2 separate regions of the Hordeum vulgare genome follow, and region 2 is linked to region 1. Evidence: chromatin contacts called from public Hi-C data. All regions are on one chromosome and are shown on one strand. The core of a region is the stretch at or near the end of the contact, and the rest is flanking DNA. Distances in the headings are between cores, read along the strand shown.

The links. A called contact is a pair of places that touch in the nucleus more often than the background predicts.
Region 2: a contact with region 1 is called in a Hi-C map of leaf, with 2.6 times the contacts expected there. The contact joins two enhancer-like sites. A contact is called at or near these places in 2 of 6 Hi-C or Micro-C datasets (leaf and seedling).

The regions. Positions count from the first base shown.
Region 1 is chr2H:372,113,714-372,120,008 of MorexV3_pseudomolecules_assembly, reverse strand. No RefSeq gene overlaps it. Among protein-coding and RNA genes, the nearest start is that of LOC123426316, 290 kb to the left of the region's middle. Within about 2 kb of position 3,143, at least 3 of the 3 cell types and tissues checked have open chromatin away from gene starts, as enhancers often do. A contact at or near this core is called in leaf, where this site is marked.
Region 2 is chr2H:372,554,509-372,560,803 of MorexV3_pseudomolecules_assembly, reverse strand. No RefSeq gene overlaps it. Among protein-coding and RNA genes, the nearest start is that of LOC123430106, 7.4 kb to the left of the region's middle. Within about 2 kb of position 2,928, at least 1 of the 3 cell types and tissues checked has open chromatin away from gene starts, as enhancers often do. A contact at or near this core is called in leaf, where this site is marked.

The sequences.
Region 1 (6,295 bases), core at 1,894-4,393:
TATTTGTTTCTTTTTGTTATCTTGATGACTTATGAAGAACACCTGCACCACTGACACGCACCCGATGGGGTGTTCCTCTTTTTCTATTTTTTGATATGACTCGACTTGTAGCTCTACCTCTTCACCGGCCCACATAACGTTGTCCCAGGCACCATGTGGGTACAACTCGTTGTACTTCGTCCCCTTCTTTTCAGTTTGTATATAAAATAGCAAAATGGTCTGTGCGTTGCAACGGAAGAAAGAATACCACATGCTTTTAATTTATAAAAAATGATCTATAATCTGAGAATTTATAGTTACGGCACAAACAAAAATGGTCTTATCCTACAAATGTGGAGTTCAAAATTCCACATGTCTTCTACTTCAACACGGCTTGCATGTATATTTAACACGTACAAAGAAACGGGCAAGTGACCTTTAATTTCATCTCCAATCCTAATTTTGTTGAGATGTTCATCCTCAATCCGGATCAATACCGGCATGAAAGAAAGATGAATAATGCATTATTTATTAAAACTGCATTCTAGCTAGTCTTTTTTTAAATTAACAGGTAAAATAACATCATATGCAGATTCTACATATTTTTCTAATCAAATTTCACATATAACATGTTAAATTTGGTGTTACGGTTTAAAGATATGAGTATTTAAAAAAAAATATACTATGTGTTTAATGTCAGAAACATTAGGTTTTTTTTTATAAAATAGCATGACGGACTAAGAATACCTATTTTCTATATTAGTAGATATATATATTTCCGAGGAGCTTTGTTGGCGCGACGCAATAGAGCAGACCGGGACGGAGTTCCTGCCGGTGAGGGAGGACATGCGTACAATGTCAGCAAAAGGGCCCGTGCGTTGCAACGGGTGAAAAACAATTATAATCTTCAATGATGCTGATCATATTCTGCCTTTAAAATTTTAAGACATTTCTTGAAATGCATGAACATTTTTGAATTAGCAAACATTTTTTTCAATTGCACTCAAAAAATAATACACGATCTTTTTTTTCAAAATCATGGAATTTTATTGTTTTCACCAACATTGTTCTCAAAATTATGAACATTTTTCTGAATATGCGAATATTTTTACAAAACTCCCAAGCATTTTTTGAATAAACAAACATTTTATGTTTTCTTCAAACTTTTATTTCAAAATTCTAAATTTTATAAATTGCAAAAGTTTTTCAAAGTTCTAAATTTTTTAAATTAAAGAATGGAACAGAAAAATGAAAATAAAAAACGAGACTAAGAACAGAGGCACGAACTGTTTTTAAGATTTTTACACGGACTTTTGTTTAAAATCGTTGACTTTTTTTATTTTATGGAAACATTTTTCAAAACTCCTGAGTAGTTTTTGAATTCTCAAAAAAATTATGTTTTTTTGAATATTTTATTTCGAAATTCTCAGTTTCTTAAAATTGAGAAAAGTTATTTTAAATTCTAAATTATTTAAAGTAGAAAAACAAAATGAAACTGAAAAGGTAAATTAAAAACTAAACTAAAAAAAACAGGCGACGCGCATGGGCCGGCAGAAACAGGTGCGCTGCATCTTTTTTCAATGCCTAGAGCGTAATATAGGAGGGACCTACATGGCTGGCCCAGTCCGAAAATTTCCTGTTTCAAACGTCTTTTATGACTTATAGATGGCATTGGTGGATAATTTTAACCAACTTTAGGGGCAATTTGAATGACGTACGACAGAAGCATTATTTGCTTTATTAATAGGTAAGATAAGATTTGTTTGGAGTCAAATTTTATAAAATTTGACCAACTTTATCTGAAACAATATCAACATTGATAGTACGAATTCAATATCATTGAATACATCATGAAATTAATTTTCTTACAATATAACTTTCAGGGACGGAGCCCAATAGGACCACCCTGTGGCACATGCTACATGGTCCAAATACGTTTTTAGTACTGATTACCAGGTATAAAGCTCAAGGCATCAGGTAGGCAAGCAGAAGTGCTACACGGCCCATGAAATCTGTCTTTAGAAGGCTCTCGTGCTCAACGCTGATCCATTCGATCCGTGTACTGCCACTTATGTACGTTGCAGCCCACATCAAGAACGTTTGCTGCACACGGTAGGCACTTATGCACGCACGCACGATCAATCGATCCGGCTATATGATGAACATAGCAAATCCATCCCTTGATTAGGGTTTGCTCAAAGAACAATTGATTAGGAAACCGTCTCCTCTCGTCGGCTTTTGTTGTCCCGACTTTCGAACAGCCGAGAACAACCAACGATCGCAGCGGTGGCCGCCGGCAAGTGATCCACATATACCCCATGTCTATATCGATATGATTGACATTTGATTTGATCTGTTCCGATGCCGAGCGGCCAGGCGCCCGGCACATGGCCACGCGGCTACCCGCAGTTACGACATCCTGCGAGGAAGTAAGGCAAGCCGGCTCCTGTTACTTGTCTTCCCTCTCTTCTAGATGTTTTTCTTCTACAGATTACAATCATGACTCCCTCGATTCTAATTGTGCTTCGTATATAATTTTATGTGTTATTTTCCCTAAAAAATTACAAGTTGTAAAGATTGTACTGAATTAAACCCTATTTAAATATATTTACATGAATGTGTTTTTGCTAAACGTGGGGCATCGGACAGTGTTTTAACACTAATAACTATATATATAGTTCATGTCATGCAAGTTTTTTTATTTTATCATTATATTAAAAAAATGCATTTTGTATTTATACATCAACGTAGTTTATGTCTGAAATACATCCTTATCCAGTGCATCGGTGCTTGAAAAATATTTAGTATATCGGTGCTTGAAAAATTTATACTATGGTTAAATGGTGCATCAGGGTCACATTAGCTCCAGCTCCGAACTTTAGTATTGGAGATGTTGATTGTTTTTAATATATGTTGGTAATTTTTGAGTAGTTTGACTACAAACAAGTCTTATAATTCAAGTAAAAAAGAAACGAAGGGAGTAGTAGAAATAATTGATCACTAGAGCAGTCGGCCAGCCCTTCTTTGAATCCATGAGAAACCGTAGCTGATTTGTACATTGATTTAAAAAGAAAACGAGATGACACCCTAGCCCCTGATCAGCCCGAGGGCTTAACACCATCGATCAACAGCCCAACCCATAACTAGCTGGCCTGTAGACGCTCCTATCAACAAGTCACGGGGAGCAGTCTGGTCCGAAGCAAACCACCCGAACCTGACGTTTGAGTAATTGCGTTGTCCATAGGAAGCATGCAAGCAAAAGAATGCTATGAATATGTCTTTGCATCCCTCAAAAAATAAAAAATTACCTCCACCATTTTCAAATATAAGTTTTTCTAAATGTTTCACTAAAAAATTACATACGAATATATATAGATATACTTTAGAGTGTAGATTCAATCATTTTGCTCTATGTATTTAGTGAATTTCTCTATGAAACTTATACTTCTTCGGCCCGAAAATAATTGTCATAAGAATGAATATACCTAGATGTATTTTTTTAGATACATTTATTTTTATATATTTATGTGACAATTAATTTCGAAGAGTATTTAAAAAGGGAGCACGTATGCTATGTCTTTGCAAGGGAACGCGGTCAGAGGGTTCCGAGTCTTCTAACGGCTAGTGAATGTCCATAGCATGGAGCAATGATACTGCGCTGACATGCATGGCAGCATGGTTAATCACCGTGTTCCTAGCTTACTCTAGGCGAATGCTGTCTTGCCGCAAGTATCCAAACTTGGCTGTGGTCAGCTATGTGATGATGACTCCACGCAATGTTCAAGTGCCCTCCTCGCGTGGAGCTATGGATTGCGAGAAAGAAGTAGCAGCTACCAAATAAGTCTGCACTACTGGAAAATGACGTATAATGACTTATAAGTGAACAGAAATTAGTGCCGATCGAACAAGTCATTAAAGCTATTTTGAAAAGTTAGCAGTGACGACATTAACGGACGAGAACGCTCCTTGGTCGCTCCCGCGGGTGGCGAGGAGCGAACCATAGCCGTCGCGCGTGTCACACCTCACCGCCCCTCGCCACCGTCGGCATGCGTCATCAGGCAAAGCCTGCACTACGCGGTGGCGGCATGGCCATTTTCTCCTCCCGCTCGAGTTGGGCGGTGCGGTATGGCCACTCCAACGGGCGCTTGGGTGCGATGGTCGCGCTCGCGCGGCGAGGGAGCGGGGGTGATGGGGGAGAGACGCTTGATGGTGCATCGCGGGCGTGGCAATGGTGCCACAGAGAGTGATGTTCAAGACGCGACGTTAGTTGCGGTAGTCGGCACTTCTTCGACGTGTTCGTGGGATGGCCTTGGCTGGTTTGTTGCTGTCAAGTTAAAGTTGCGACGGCGGGGCCTAGTGATGTACGATGACAGGTTGTAGGTGGTTCGTTCAGTGATCTTCCAAGACATCAATCTTGCTTGGTTCTCCTTCGTAGCTCTCTGTTGGTGTGAGAGTTGTGTTTGTCTTTTCACAATGGGTGAGGTCGCGCACGGATCTTCATGTGTCTCCACACAACCTTTTCATTGTGGGTTGGTTCGACGATCATCTATCGTCGTTTCTCAGAGTTTGGGGTGGCGATGACACCTCTAAGGGAGAAGCGATGATGATGACGTTGTTGTGCTGTCTTGATGAGACCCTCTTTGGATTGGCATGTGGGGGTTTCTTTTGTGCGCCGCTTAGCGAGTTGTGATGGTTTTCGTATGGTTTTTCATCAATTAACCGAGCAACTCTTTGTGCTTTTAATGGATGAGGCAAATCATTTGCCTTCATTTTGAAATAAAAAGTTAGCAATGGCGGGTGTTAAACAGATAACGTCACAAGTAGTTCAAAAGCAATGGTTGGCATTTGTGCTGCCAGCCACAAGTGCGCACTTCTCATATGTTTTGTACATAACTCACCTATGGCAGGATTGAGGATACGCCCGCCACAAGGACATATACTAGCAGTGTCAGGCAATACCTACCGACAGCTAATACCTACCGATAGCCACTAGTTGGCCTTGCCCAATGATCACTGTTCACATCATATAACTATGGCAGGTAATTAAGTACGCCCGCCACAGCTAGACTCGTCCACTATGGAAGTTGGAATCTCCTCGATCCCCTCCCCCCAAACCACCTTTCCCTTTTCCAAAAATGCAATTTAATATCTGATCTCCATACTCATTCGCCCCTACCCCCAACCCCCATGCCTCATTGTTGTCGCGCCCCTCCTCCGCCCCCGTGCCACGCTCGCCGTCGCGATTGTTTTCCTATGTTGCGTTCGCCCTTGTCGTCGCATGCCTCCTCCATAACGTCCCCTTCTTGCTGCTACGACCCAGCCATACCCTAGTTCGGACCCTCGTCTGTCGGGGACCTCTTTTGCCACAGACCCCTCATCTTGGGGACTCCTCCGCCTCCGCCCCTCGTGCATGGGCCTCTCCTCCTCCGCCGCCACCTAGACGCCATGGCGTCCTCCACTAATAGTCGGGGCGAGACACCGCCGTCGGCAGCGGACTCCTCCACTTCTGAGGCTGGTACAAATCCCTTCTCCGCCTCATGCTCAAGCAGTTTAGAGGTAAATTTTGGACTCGTACCGATTATATTGTCACTCTAGGAATTAAATTTGGACTAAAAAACAATTTTATCCTACTACTAGCTAAATACCTATGCGTTGCGACGGAACAAACAATAGGGTTGGCACTATTCCTAGAGCATATTTAAGTCTTTCTTGTTCACTACATTAGCAATGAATGATGACACTTGTATGTTTGTTATTCTTGAAAATAATCATCTCATGACGCATATGGACTTGAGAGAAGAAACACATCATCAAAAAGTTCTTTTGCAGAAGTTGATACATCTCCACCGTATCTATAATTTATAAAGTATTCATGCCATGTTTATAATAATTTTATACGATTTTGGTATGATTTGTATTTAGAACTAACCCGGACTGATGTTGTTTTCAGCAGAACTACTGTGGTTTTGTTTTTGTGCAGAAATAAGAGTTTTCGGAATGAGCTGAAAATTTACGGAGAATATTTTTGGAAAATGTAGAAAATACTGGTGAAAGAATCAACCAGAGGGGTTCCACCACCAGGCCACAAGCCAGGGACGCCCCCCTAGGGCGTGCCCCGTGTCTTATGGGCCCCTCGGGCACCGCCTTGACGTGAGACCGATGTCAAAAATTCCTATAAATCAAGAAACCTCTAGAAAGAAACCTAGATCGGGAGTTCCATCGCTACAAGCCTCCACATCCACGAAAAACCAATCGGGAGCCCGTTCCGGCACCCTGTCAGAGGGGGAAACTATCACCGGAGTCCATCTTCATCATC
Region 2 (6,295 bases), core at 1,679-4,178, 440 kb before region 1:
GAGCAGCCTAACTAGTGCCGCAGCTCCAGTATTCCGAGATGGACGTCTGATTAACCCACACAGTTTAATATTAGGTCGACCGGTCAGAAGAAGAAAGGCAGGAAAAGAAAAAATGTGCATGTCTGGTCAAATGGAGAGACTTTGTCCATCAAGATATTCGCTGTCGAATCTTGGGGAGATATACTCCAGATTCCAGGCTACAATGCTTGTACTATATGTTATCTTGTCGATCGAAGCGTGGAATCTTGCATCGAGATCATCTATCCTGTTACGGTTTAGTTAACAAGGGAATGTGGCCCAAACGGTGGGCAAAAGCCAGTTATGGCTAGGATGATTAAATTAGTGCGCAAGAGGCATTTTCTGGCTTAGATATGACCAAGGTTAGGTGTTCCAACATGGCAGCTAGCTAAGGTTCTGATTCCGCTGGCAACTGGCCCTACTGGCCAATCAGGAGCCACTGATAAGTAAACTTCAACTCCAGATTTGATGTAGTAGGAGTATATCCCGTTTTCCAAAATAAGAGTTGAGTAGTTTTTTATAGTAGTTTTATTCCATATATGATTTTGTCTAAGTTTCAGTGTTTTCATATCCCAAAGCCAAGTAAACCAATAATACTAGTACTATTATTTTTGTGGTAAAATGTTTTTTGTGGGGCGTGAATGTGATAAATTGTCTGAGAAATTCTCTAGATAAGTATGCATGAAGGCCATGCATACTCTCTCTTTTCTTTGGCAGAGATGTCTCTTACCCGTCATGTAGTATTTTGATCTCCATTTTATTCGCATAAAACTTAGCCAGAGAAAATAAAAATAAACAGTCGCATATTCGATGCTGGCCTTATCAGATTCCGTGGCTTGCAGGGAAGAACAATGATAGAAAAGATCGTAGACGCAAAGGTGAATCTCCATAGCTGTCAATGGGAAGCTTCTCTTCCCGGTGGAAAAATGTTTTTCTTCATTGGATTGGAGTAGGACAGGCAAGAAGAGATGGGAGAGAGAATAGCAGTCCGTAGTACCACAGCTAAAAACTAATCTACAACTGTACTGTGCTACGTAACACACAAGGGAATATCGAGGGGCCGTCTGTATAGCGATCCGAATCTACCCTTTGCCCCCTGGAAGCAGCGAGGGGCCGTTTGAGGAGCTGTGCGGCGTCTCCTGTGACCCCAGGAAACCAGGGGATGGCATTGTCATTGCCGCGCCAACCACCGCCCTGCTTGCAGCGCAGCGCAGCGCAGCGCAGCGCAGCTGCTGGGTAGCGTTTGTACGTCCACTCGTTGATTGGGTTTTTGGATCCCTTTCCCTTTCCCTTTCCCCTTGTGATCCACGATCATGAATATTCCAGGGCCTGCCTGATCTGGATTGCTGCTTCCTACAAGTCAATTATTGGCCCCTGTACTGTACCATCATCTCTATGGAAAACGTTTCTTCCGTTAAGAACAACAAATAATCTGTTCGCACCTGCTACTATTTCCATGTTTGTTTCCTCAGCAAAATCGACGGCGATTTGGGGTTGAATGCGTTGGTACAAGAAACTCGAGCGCCAAAGATTTACTACTTCACGTTTAAAAAAAGATTTACTACTTTAGAACACGGACGATCCATTTCGTTCGTCCGTGTCTGATTGGGCCGTCGCGGAAAGAAAGTCGATTCAATGCGTCGACCCAAACAGACACGCATCCGCTTTTCGTCCGTCCGTGATTCATTTTCAGCCTAAATTTAGACGGCATTTGCGTAGTCGCGGACACGCTCGTCATCCCGCCCTTTTCTTTTCCTGGACCGTCAATCGATGGCACGTACACCGGCATCTTCCTCCTTCGCCTCCAAAACAACCCCCCCCCCCCCCCCCCCCCGTCGCCTCCCACCCGTACCGCCTGTTTCCGCCATTGTCACTAATCCGCACCACGGACTCCTTCCGTCAAGCTCCGCCACTCCGCCACTTTTTCTCGGCAGGAAGCTCCTCTCCGGCCGGTGTCTTCCACAACGCGTGCAAGGTGTTCAACGCTTTGCCTAAGATACAAATGGACTTTGATGATGAGTTTTTTTCTACAACTTTTTTTGGACTCAGATGATTCTTCATCTAATGATGGGGAGATGGTGACGGTTGTGTTGGTCGTCCATGACCACATAAGTATGAAGGGGCCACAGTTCAAGGGCTTCTTGCCGGGGCACATGCCGACGCTGAATTGCAACCGAGAGAATGGTTATTTTCTAGTGTGGAAAAACTATTTCGATACTACAAATCCGCTCTTCAAACATCACTTGTTTGATCGTCACTTTTAGATGACTAGACATGTTTTCAACCTTATTTAAAATGGATGGATTCATGTCGGCAACTCGTAGATGTATCGGTAATCTTTTATTTTAAATGTATTGACTATGAGATATATTTATAATTTTTAAACTATGCAACGTTTTGTATTGAACATCTATTAATCTGGGACATTTGTAATATTTATCAATTCGATAAAAAATGACCACAAGGCTGTCGCACGGGCAAAAACTAGAACGACGCGTTGGACACACTTTTGATTCATTTACAGAAAAGGATGGACGAACCGACTCAAACGAACAAAACGCAAACAAAACGCGCGTCCGTTTGGGTAGCGCAGTTGGAGTTGCTCTTATTTTAAGAATCTTGAAGCCTTGATTTTCAAGAAGGTACATCGCAACACACGCCATGTCTGTCCATCCAATTCATCGTGTCCATCAAGCTTGGAATACAAATCCACCTATTGGAGACATGCTTCTAATGGAAGCTCACATCAATATGGTGACAATAATTGCAGCACATGCATATATACCTCTGCCTCTCTAGTCTCTACCATTCCTCCATCTATCGTATCGTCTCATGTGGCAGGAGGAGAATCATCTGCACTAGCAAGAAAGGGACCAAGGGATGCAACACAGAGGTTGCCATCACCACAAAGGAGGAGGAGAACCCAATTCAGCCATGCATGCAATGCAATTGGAAGCATATTTTAGCCCATCATGCACTGCGTGCACCGGGAATCTAATCCAATCCACCACCACTGAAAAGAAAATGCCGGCCATGTCCTTTGATGGTACTACTCCTTGCATCCTCCACCTCCACCTTTTGAGTGGTGGGATGTGAGAGATTCCTCAGCCAAATGCATGCACACATCCAAAGTGATTTGCCTAATTTCTCTCTCTCTCCCTCTCTCCCTCCCTCTCCTCTTGCTTGCCTTAGAATCTACCACTACGAAAAGGTGGCAAAAGATCACACATCATGTGGTACTATGCTATGGATTCTCTCTCGACACGATGTGTAAAGTTTCTCTTTCCATAAAACAAATTTCTAATGCTCCATTCGAAATCCAGTTGCAGAAATTTTGTTGAATCCGGAGCCAAATCTTTTCAACATTAGAAATGATATAGTTTTATTTATCTTTCCAAGGTGAAGGTTATACCTCATGACCTCGTGCATTCATGGATGCACACAACCATCATATTATATATATATATATATATTTTTAGAAACGAGGCAAAAGATTTGTCATTTGCATTAAATAAAAAGAAGAAAATTGCCCGATTAATTAACGAAAAATAGGGCTAAAACCGATATAGAACATAACCCATATGAAATGGACACCACCTGTCAACCTAGCCACCAACATGAGATCCGAAGCTACAAAGAAGAAAGACAACCGTCGTGGAGCCGCGAGCGTCGTCGTCATCACCGGTTGCCCCGAACGGGCGACTCCGACTTCACCAACTAGCTCCAACATCGAAGCCATCCCGCAAACAGCTGCAAAAACCACGACGACACATGCCATCGGATGACCACACGCGCGAGTAGTCGACAGCTCCGACCTTGACGATGAGAATCACCAAGGAAATATGCAGGACTTGCGCCGACCGCGACCTTCGCAAACAACCACCGAGCGCCCGTCATCGTCACCGCCTGGACTCGCTCCACCGCAGCTCCGACTTCAAGCAACTAACGGAAGATCACCTCAGACGCACCGGAAAGAACCGACGACCAAAGTCCACGCCCAGACCCGGGCTCCTCACAACGTCATCACCGTTGCCAAACAGAAACCAGCGCCCCACCTCAGCAAACCATGCAATGAAGACACCGCCAACCCTGGCGAAGATGCCGCAACCACACTAGTCTCCCAGTCGTAGCCGGCTCCGAGACGATGCCCCCAACAGGGAAAAGAAGCAGCGATGCCTCCATCGCCCGATCCACCGGATCTGAGGTTTCCCTCCGGAGCTCAAGCCATGGGGAGGAGCAGCACACCTCCACAACGACGCTTCCAAGAAAGATAGCGGCACCCATGGGCGTTGCCGTCGCAGGCTCCGATGAGGACCGAAGCTGTGCTGAACATCCACCGCCACCGACCGCCGCCTACCAACCACCAGTTGTCGAGGCACCTCCTTCTGACCACGGGATCCCACGATCCACCATGGCCAGGCGCACCGCCCTCTGGCCAAAGCCACCACCACCAAGTTCGGGGCCGCTGCCCCGGCAACCGCAGATCTCCAGAGCTTGTCCATCGCACACCACCGCGGCCCTCAGCCAGGACAACCTCCGACGGGCCAGAACCGGCCGGAGATGGCCAGATCTGGAAGGCCGCCACATCTGACGAGGAGCACCCGGGTTCGCACATGAGGAAAAGGGGGCCGCCACCCCACCGAGACCTGCCGGAGGAGAGCCACCGCGCGACGCAGAAGGCCAGTCTGGCGCTGATGACGCCTTGCCGCGAGAGGCCGCGGAGGCCGACCTCCCCTGTCGCGAGAGCGCACAGCAGGGCAAGGAAACGCATTGCCGCCGCTGTCTGCTGGTCGGGCTTAGCCCGCCGGCTTCCTCTGGTGACGGCGAGGGGGGAGGGAGCAGGGGAGGGGGCGGCTAGGGTTCCGCCCGAGCCGCTGCCAGGAGCGAAGCGGGCATGGGGAAAACTTTTCCACGATGGGGCGTTTATTTTTTATTTCTAAAATTTGAGATAAGAATGTCAAAACATCTTACAAAGAAGGTACAATAAATGTAGAATACATGCGGCTAAGACATCATATTTCCGCAATAAACACCTTCACGAAACAAGTACATACTTGCGCCTATGTTGGATCCAATGAGTAGGATAGGGATTTTCATCCTGGATGTTGGATCCAACGAGCATCAACACAACGACAATGCCTTCAATAAGAATATGATGCTGGTTTATTGTTTTCGGATCCAACCAACAAATGGTAGCATGCAAGTTTTCACCTCGGATATGGAGTGATGTTCAAGTCACTCTCTTGATGGTGGATCTTCCAATAGCCGCTTCATTGATTACTCTTGGAAAAAAAAATCCATTGTGGTGTCCTCTATAAATAGCAGCCTAGGTCAACATCGAGCCGAGGCTTCTCGATATGTTGTTTGAATATACTCGTCAAAGGAGAGCGCCTGGAGAGTGTACCTTCTCGGTATAGTCGTCTCGAGGAGGAGGTGGATTCCATGATGAAGATGTCTATACTCGTTGCGTAGGGGGTGCATCGATAATTTACAATGTAGGATCGTACTAAGGGTGAGGAGTCGTCCATGAGCTTCAGTCAAAGCCATAAATGATGAATGGGGCGAAGGCCTTGGCAAGGTTTGTGGAGCTAAAGACTCGAGCGGCACCCCTTCCTGTTGGAGTCCTTGTTGCTGGTACAAAGGCGAGGGTGGTCAGGGTTGTGATTGAAATCCACTCGGTATAGGCCCGTGACATTGTTCTCCGATTGAGGCTACATGGTCCACTTCTCTCCCCTTGCTAGATGGTGACACAGATGAGCAGGTTGTTGGTTTCACATGTCCGCTTGGTGGGGCACACCATGTTGAGGCAGAGTCATTTGGTGAAGATCCGTACTAGGGCACACGAAGCGCCTGCAATACTCGAGGGGCACCCACACCTAGGGGTGCGTTACAGATGCTTCATCGAGGGAGTATTTTCGTATGAGGTACACACTCCTACAAGGGAGAGCTGAAGTCTACTACACATTCTATTCTTGGCGACTTTGTTGGGCCTCTAATGACATAAGATTGTAGGGCATTGGCAATTTTTCTCAAGTGAATGACCTAAGGTTTATCAATCTACTCAAGGTGTAGGTTGAAAGTGATCTCTCTTAAACAACCCTACCATTAAATACAAGTTGTCTATTATGTCTCCAACACATCTAGTATAGTTGTTAATAGTATAGGTTCACTAGTTCGACAAAGAGATTTATAATTTGGGTGACAAATTGATAGTTTGGATGCCAATAATATTGTTGAAATTTCAGAATAAATATGGACAAGAAAGTAAAGTGTAGTA